Regions from separate parts of the Mus musculus genome. Here region 2 is linked to region 1. A link is a contact called in public promoter capture Hi-C data. All regions are on one chromosome and are shown on one strand. The core of a region is the stretch at or near the end of the contact, and the rest is flanking DNA. Distances in the headings are between cores, read along the strand shown.

Region 1 (4,271 bases), core at 858-3,357:
ACGGGAGTGCCATGGCTCAGCACTCTCACCCCACTAAATGCATATGTGTAAGAGAAAATAAAACTTTACAGTTCATCTAGTCAGCTGTTTATCTTCACTGATCAGTGTAGCCTCTGTACTGTAACATCACATGTGTGCAGTGGCACATGGGGCAGTGCAAATAATAACATTAATTTAAAAAAAGAAAAGAAGTTTCTTTGGCTGAGCATGGTGAAATATACCTGTTATCCTTGTCCTCAAGAAGCTGAGTCAGGAGGATCACAACAGACTCAAGTGGGTCCTAATGGTATAAAGGGAATAAGGCTAGCTTGAAACAAACTAAGAGCCTTCTAATTGCACACAGAGTATCCACACAAAGGCACGCAAGCCCAGGGAGGTGGCATATGGGTTAGAAATGAAGGTGTGAGTCTCAATTAAATATCTTGAAAATATTTATATTTTTATCTAGTGTGGTTTCTAACTACAAGACTTGTAGTCACAGGTAGAACTCTTGTTGGTAGCTTGTGAGGTTTCAAACTCTGACCTTCTGAGAGCTCTCTGTCCAGTTTCTTTGGCATCATCCCCAGTCAGTCAAAGATTCTCAGTCATAAAGCAACGTCAAGTACCTACGAAGAGGGCAAAAGACCTGTCTATTCCTACACCCTCACTTTATTCCTGTGTCAAACTGGGTAATACTAGTGTCCCATAATACACTTCTACCCATGGGAGGTGGCTCCTGAAACCTGGAAGTTATGCAGACTCCAGTTTCACTCAAGTTTTGGATAACTTTAGTCTCCTTTCCTGCTACATGCTTCCCCCGGGGTCACCCCCATCTGTAACAGAAGCTTGATATTACAGAGATCCATAAATTAAAGTGGAGCAAAAGAACTCAGAAGAGACTGGAGCATCAAGACTCCCATGTGCAGCTAAGTGCAGCTGCTGAGATGCAGTGCTGGCCACTCAGCCCAGCCTTCACCACCCTGTCCCTTTCTGTCACTAGACACACACCAGGAAGATGGAGGGCGGTAGGAAACAGAGGTTTGACCTTTCCATCCAGTCCCATGGCTGCACTTTGGGACCTTGCCATCCCCTTGGAGTTTGCTAGAATTGGCGAGAGAACAGTCCTTGACTCAAACAACTGAGAAATATACTTAACACCACATTGATTTTCCATATAATTTTATAAGCACAAACATTCTCTTTCATTTCCTGACAAACAGCTATATTCCCCAAAGTGTCCAATAAAAATCAGTAATTTGCACATCACTGTCTTTCTCAGAGGCTGCTGTTTAGAGTTAGTCATCAAGGCCAAGGTTCTGCCTCTTCCACCCCCTCCCCAAACAAAGCAAAACCTTTTGATGCTTGGTGGCCGGCTTTATAGACTTCCTGATGCCTGGGAAGAGTGCTTACTCTGCACACAGTGAAGGAAGTCGCCACACATCCACACAGCTCTGCCCCCCAACTCTGCCACTGCAGGGCCTGCTCAGGATCCCCTACCTGCTCCCCACAGCTATGAGGGAGAGTAACGCCTTCCTGCATGTGTCAAAGTAGAGTGATTAATTCAATGACTGACAAACGCCCGAGGCTAAATGGGCACCCAGTCCTAGGTGGCAGCGATTACTCAAAAGTTGCATCATAGAACAAGCAATGACAAGATTGAAGACTGGAAGCAAGCAGTTTTTCATTCCAGGAATCTACATGCCGTGCCCGTGCCCTCTCACCCAGGGACTGAAACACATAGGGTCTTCCTCCTTCCACTTTGTGGTTTCTAACTTCAACCATATCCTTTTCCCCAGCCAGCCCCTCCCCATCCAAGACGCAGCCAGGTTGCTGCAGGGGGCGGGAACAGCAGAGAAACAGAAAAGTATAGATTCTTACCCAGAAGTCAGGTCTTCTCAGGTCCTGGGGATGCACAGTTCTCAGGAGACAGGGCACCGGGGTTGCCAAGGGAACCTGAAATACTAGTTTGCCACAATCCTGCAGGAATTACGTCCCAGGGGTGAGTAGGGACGCGTCAGTCATTCAAAACTGCTGAAGTTCAGAGTCTGAGGAAGAGAAAAGGAAGCACAGAGAAAGAATGTCTCTTAGTGGCCCGGTGTCAAGTGGAGGAGTCCAGATTCGGGGCTCTTCCCATCCCCACCCGATGCTGGTTGTCAGGGAGCGTGTGTGCTTGCTTCATGTTTTGTGCTGGTGTTTTCGTTTCTTTTTCCCTGAGCCCTGGCACTGGGGAGCGTGGAATGGCTCAACCTGTTGTAATCAAACATGTGGGTTGCTGCTTGTTGCAAAGATATTGCAGCAGCCTCTTCATTACAAGAGGCTGTTCTTGGATGGAAAGAATTAATTTCCTTGCCTGTGGGTGCCTGCTTGGGCTCCAGGACGTGGATGGAGCAGAGTGCTGAGACTGGGAACTGAGACACTGGGCACAGCGTTCCTGGTCATATGCCCCTGGTTTCCACTGTCTTGACTGTAGGAGACTCCTGCCAGATGCATCCTTTGTGTGCAGGTGGGACTCAACCCCAGATTTGAAACTACAACTTTAAAGCTGATTCCTGGAAACTCATTGGTCCGAGTACCTCAGGCTTTCTCATCACAGGGCACTGTGGGTGGGACTGTCCTTGGAAAATAGGGAAGGCATCCATGCCCCCAATCTGTTGGCTCCTTCCCTCATTCATTCATTCATTCATTCATTCCTTCATTCCTGCATGTGTGAATTTATCAGTCTGTTCTGTACTCACCATTCATCCTTGCACTAATTGCTTTATTTATTAATTTATTTATTAATTTATGTTCCCTTACATATTCATCCTCCCATTTGGTATTCACATACATTTTTATTCACTCACTGACTGACACGTTCAATTGTATTATTATTTGTCAAGATTCATTTATTCACCTATTTGTCATTTCATGTAATCTATAGACTTGCCAAACATGCACACATTCATTTTTTTCATGTATGAAGCATTTACTTTTATTTCCCATATTCACCCATGCATCAATCCATCCATCCAAACATCCCATAAATCATTTTAAATTCACTGATTCATAGATTTGTTGTCTGAGATGTAAATGTTCATCTATTTATGCACAAGTTCCTGCAATTCTTCATCTTCTGAAGATACATCCTAAGTCCTATGATATGCTGAGAAAAAAGAATGACAGCATACCAGTTGGTAGTCCTGAAAACATATTAGGGATATATATGCAATAACAATGAATGAAAAGGAGGCCATGAATTTGAGCCAGAGCAGGGACAGTTATATGAGGGGGAGGGGGTGTGGAAGGAGGAAATGGAAAAGGGAATTATAATTGCAATTAAAATATGATTTCAAAAATCAACGATAGCAAAAGAGTGAACCCCTGAACAGAGAGTGGATGACAGTAGACACAGCTACAAGGAACTAGACTTCAACACAAGGAGGAAGATGAGGGATTCCAGGATCAAAGAGGATGTGAGAAAAATTTGTATGGAGATCTGAGGGACTTCCCCTGTCTCCCAGGGAAAGAGTGTTGAACTTGGGTTTAATCTTATAGAGCATCAGCCTTGAATCTAGTGTAGTTCAGCCAGTGTGGCTTTTCACTAGTTAACCACCCTCTCTGAATCTGTCTCATCTGTAGAATGGGCATGAATTGGCCTGAGGCTGTGGCTCAGGTGGTAGTGTGTTTATCTAGCACACACAAAGCTCTGACTCACAGAAATGGGTAGTGGTAGCTCATGCCCATAAGATCTGTAGAACTCTGAAGTTGGAGGTTGTCCTTGGGTATGGGTTTGAGTCCTGCCAGGGGAATATGAGACCTTGTCTCAATTGAAAAGATATAAAATAAAATAAAATAAAATAAAATAGGAGGAAATCTGCCCACTCTTTCCTCTGAGTGGCTGGGGAGACTAAATGGGGTCACTGATGTCAAAAGTCTGGCAAGACTAAAAGCAGTGCTCTGTAAATGTTTGTCTTCTCCCTCCTTCCTCTTCAGATTTCTTTCCTAAACCCCTGTCAGCAAATTTCCCTTTCCTTCTCTGAAAAAGGTAGGGAGAGAGGCAAAGGTGCTGCTCCCCGGGAGTTGCCCCAGGGACCCCCAGGGACCAGAGGAGCCAGAAGTTAGTCTCCCAAAGGTTTCTAGCCCCTGGGGGGGGGGGCTGGAGAAATGCCCAGGGAGACTGTCAAATAGTCTTTCAGATGTAAAAATCTGCCAAGTGAATCAGCCAAAGAAATCAATTACCATAGGATTTGCACAAACCCTCTGCACTGGGTGAAAGGGGAGGGTGGATTGTATTAGGAACTGAGCAAGATCTG
Region 2 (4,435 bases), core at 606-3,105, 58 kb before region 1:
TTTAATAGGAGGCCACTGGTCCATAACAGGATACCTGATCCTGTCTTTCTCCCAATGGGAAAGCAGAGGGCCTGCAGTCAATGTCTGTCTGCTTCCTTGGTTTCCTATAAAACAACTCCCTCCGCCCTGGAAGAGAAATTCGCTGCAGAGGCCAGCTGAGAAAGAAAAATGCTAAATAATTCAGAAGCACTAACATCAAGTCTGATGTCGGTATAAAAATAGTTACAAAACACCATACTCTTCGTGTTTTTATTACAACAGCCTCAGCTCCTTGGTAGAAACAGGAGGAGTGAGGGGCTGGGCTGGGCTGGAGCTTGGCCTGGGGTGGGGGCTGGGACTCTGGAGCTGCCTAGGCTTCATTTGACCTTTCTAATGACTAATTTTTGTGCAATCACAGGGCAGGCATTTGCTTGTCACAGCTATATTTTAAAACTGCCTCCTGATAGGCTGGCTTATTTTTAAATCCAACGTCTGCTCAGCTGGGCTGCTGGAAACACGGGAAAAGCTTTCTCTACATCTGGTCTTCTGCTAAACCCTCCAAAAATTCCAGCCCTAACCCCAAAGTGCAAATTCAAAGGAGAAGACTGGGAAGGCCGCTCTAAACCCAGTCCCTCAAGGAGTCTCATGTCCTTGGTCTATGTCATTCACAAGGCTAGTGCTGTCCCTCAAACCACAAATTCTAGAAATGAAAAGGCAGTTCCAACCAGTTAGACTAAGTCCTCAGGACTCCACCAGGTCCTCTGTATCACCCACTAGAACCTTCCAACCACCCCGACAGCCGATATAAGACTCCTTGTTTTTATAGGTAGGGAAGCTGAGGTTTGGGAAATGAAAAGACTTACCCCACAAAGTTCCATCTCGTAGGTGGCGCCTGAGCTGAGACAGACTCCTACTCCACATTCTCTTCCCAACACTCTCCTTGAGAGGTGAGTGTATGGTTTGAAAGGGTCTCCATGAAATATTCAGCCACCATCTTAGCCTCTGTCTGTTTCATCCAGACCCAATCTGAAAGCTTACTTGGGGCATTTTCTCTAGCAGAGGAGTGACACAGAAAGAAATCTCCAATTTATGCTTAACAAGATGGTAGAAACAGCCTCTTCTCTGGGCCTGCATAGGCACACGGGGCAAGGCCATGTGCATATGGAGCAGAAGGTCCTGGGGGCATTAAATGGAGGCCAGAATCAAATGTACCTCTTCTGGAAGCCAGGGGGCTACCAGGCCTACTTCATAGGAGGGAAGAAATGGTGCTGAACAAGTGAGAAGAGTATGCTTGTGGGGGTGAGGGGTGGGGGTGAGGAGAGGGAGGGAGGGGGGAGGGAGGGGGGAGGGAGGGAGGGAGGGAGAGAGAGAGAGAGAGAGAGAGAGAGAGAGAGAGAGAGAGAGCACGTATAACCCTGACCACAGCAGTTCACGTCTTTACGGAAGGCATACTATCTCATCCTTCCAGTCTGACCACAAGCACTTCTTTCTTCTAGAAGCCTCCCCTGCCTCTGCCAGGCACCGTGGGAATGAGAGCTCTTTCCCAAGTGCATCTGCCCTGAGCCAGGCTCTATGCTAGAAGCTCAATTGGCATTCTCTCAGTTAGTCCTTGAGCTGGTCTCCTTACCACATAGTGAAGAGGAAAACACCAAATAGAAGAGCTCTAGTTACTGGCCAAGATCATGCAAGACAGCACAGTGGTTCTCAACCTGGGAGAATCTTGTATTCTCCTCCTAGATGACATTTAACAATGCCTTAGGAAAATGTTGCCTGTTACAAGTGGTGGAGAAGGCACCAGCATCTAGTGATCCAGAGACACCATCAATTATCTTACGATGCATTAAGACAGACTAGTGCAAGCAAGAATTACCCAGCCAAGGGTGCCAAAGTTAAGAAAACTTCAGGCAGAGAGGGCTGAGCCAGCACTTAAACAGAGGTCAGCCTGACTCAAACTTGGGTATTTTGAAATACTTCCTTGCATCCTAAGAACCCCAAATTCTGAGCAGACACGCCTACTCCTTTTGCCTCACAGCACATATAGTCCAAGGCAGAGCTCACTCAGCAAGCTCTTATTGCTTAAGTAGTCATATTGTAGGATGGTGCCCAGGTTCCCTGCTGAGGGACCCCACCAAAAGAAGCCCACCCTCCTCTCTCCCTGGATCTTGGAAAAGAACATTGAACATAATTTTCTAACCTCTACAAGAAGTTTGTCATCAGGAGTCTGGCCCTCCTTGCTCTCCTCCAGGGACGTGAAACTCATTCCTGCCACTGTCGTTTGATACTTAGTGAACAAGGCCCTAGCAACTGAACTGAAGGCAGATATCCATCCAGCCTAGCTTCCCTTGGCATCTGAAGCTCCAGAGGAAAAACTGAGGATGATCCCATGAGAAGTTATCCCTAAAGTCCTGACTATGTGCTGCTGAGATCTGGAGTAGTGGAAGTAGTGAAGAGAAAGCCAGGCAGGCCTGTAATCAAACTTGGCTCCATTCAGCAGACAATGGAGCATAATAAGTGCTGCTGGCAGAGCTGCCACACTGGGTGCAGTGCTGTGGCTCAGCACACACAAGGCCTAACTATCTTCATTAGCAGAGTCTGCAGCAGAGGACCTGCCTTTCAGTCCCTGACTCTGATATGAGCCTTGTGACACCTGCTGGCTTGTCTCTGGAGTCCGTTTCTGAACAAATGAACTTCATTTCGTAATGATTAGAGAGATGGAAAACTGAGATGGGGTGAGAACAATAGATCAAGGAATGACAACTGTGAGAGTTACCATGGCAATGCTTTAAATTTGAAGAATTCCAAGGATGTTCTGGAAATTAGAGGCAGGCCTGAATATGCACGTGTGTATGCACACATGTACACACACGCCTATTTTGATGCTATGGGGCTATCACCCAAACTCAAGTCTGTTATGAACTTTCCCATACTACACACACACACACACACACACACACACACACACACACACACACACACGTATTTGGAATCTTAAAAAAGTGTTTTAAAGGGGCCTTCCAAGAGCACAAATTAATTTTGAAAATAAGTTTTGCTTCAGCAATGAAGGTAGGAGCCTACTCAAAGCTTTGCCTGAAAGTTTAGTGACCTCTGGAGATGAGAGGAACCTTGCTTCTGCCATTGGGCAAGTTCCCTGCCCCCTCCATTTCGGGGGGGGGGGGGTGAGGGGCATTTTGCTTTAGGGCCAAGTAGATTTATTTATGGACCTAGTTCTCTGGCTAAGTATGGGTCAGGACTTTGGGGGCAAGATGTCTGACCTCTCTGAACTACCTTTGGAAATAAGGAACAGGAAGACTTCACTGTGGGAAGCAGGGTTGCTGCTATAGACATTGTGCTGTCCCTGCTGAGCCTACAGGATCTTCTATTAAATTGATGGCCATTGAGGTGGCTCAGCAGGAAAAGGCACTGGCTGCTAAGTCTCATGACCTGAGTTTGATCATTGAGACCTACGTGATATATAGAGAGACCTGGCTCACAAAGACTGTCCTCTGTGTGGAGGAACACACACACCTACCCACTATATATATATAAATATATATACACACATAATAAATAAATGAAAATACAATTTTAAAAAGACCTAACTGGGTTTGTTGTGAGGATTAATCTAGATTAATCTCTACCTCCATGGAGACTTAATAGTATCCACAAGAGAATGAGCTGAACAGAACGAGGAACAGCCAGATCAGATACAAAAACCATTGGCCAGATTGACCAACAACCCTGACCCTTCAGCTTCCCTCCCTATTACCCGAGCTTGAAATTAAACAAAGTAAAGTCTGCTTTCTACTCGAGTCTTGAAGGATGCTGGCTTCTAGTTTACAGCAGCCTCCAATCAGAGAAGCCCGAAGCCTTCCCTACTCTCACTGTGAGGCTGCCTACTCCCCTGCCTGCCTTTGAGGCCCTGACAAAGGCAACTGATGGTGGCTGACTCCGTTGTTATAACAAACTCTGAATAAACAGTCTCTGCCTGTGCCTATATGGGAAGTCTTTATTCATTTTCAGCCAATAAGGGTAAGAAATAAGTAAATTACATAGCATGCTCTGCCCTTGACCCACCCCCTTCTTTCAGATTATTCTTATAGCAGCTAGGGTGATCTTGTTAAGAATACTAGAGCATAACATTTAACATGGTGGAAAGAAGAAAACATACAGAAGGGTTAGGGAGTCATGGAACAGTAGAGCAGGCATGGATGCAGGGTTCTTATTGCAACAGGATTGTCAGACTAAGGCTTGGCAAGAAGACGCTATTAGAGCAGAGACGGGGAAGTGGGCAGTTACCCATGGGGATATAAAGGGGAAAGCATCCCAGGCAGAGGGACAGCCTTGAAGCAAGAATGGGCCTGATGAGCCGGGTGTGGTGGCACACGCCTTTAATCCCAGCACTCGGGAGGCAGAGGCAGGCAGATTTCTGAGTTCGAGGCCAGCCTGGTCTACAAAG

The links. Promoter capture Hi-C pulls out the DNA fragments that hold promoters and counts their contacts.
Region 2: a promoter capture Hi-C map of 3T3-L1-derived adipocytes shows a contact between it and region 1, with 2.6 times the contacts expected there. The contact joins the enhancer-like site here to the promoter of Tenm4 in region 1. A contact is called at or near these places in 1 of 39 promoter capture datasets (3T3-L1-derived adipocytes), 6 of 484 Hi-C or Micro-C datasets (the N1E-115 cell line, brown adipocytes, embryonic stem cells and 1 more), 4 of 115 datasets of contacts at active chromatin or transcription factors (embryonic fibroblasts and embryonic stem cells) and 3 of 9 other capture datasets (adipose tissue, liver and pancreatic islet).

Annotation. Positions count from the first base shown.
Region 1 is chr7:96,169,080-96,173,350 of GRCm38.p6, reverse strand. It overlaps Tenm4 (teneurin transmembrane protein 4), which reads right to left and starts at 2,107. Exons shown (of 33, transcript NM_001310762.1): 1 at 1,858-2,107.
Region 2 is chr7:96,226,176-96,230,610 of GRCm38.p6, reverse strand. The region is part of intron 1 of Tenm4 (teneurin transmembrane protein 4); the gene reads right to left. Among named protein-coding and RNA genes, the nearest start is that of Mir708, 21 kb to the left of the region's middle. Within about 2 kb of position 1,855, at least 26 of the 459 cell types and tissues checked have an H3K27ac peak or open chromatin away from gene starts, as enhancers often do. A contact at or near this core is called in 3T3-L1-derived adipocytes, adipose tissue and brown adipocytes, where this site is marked.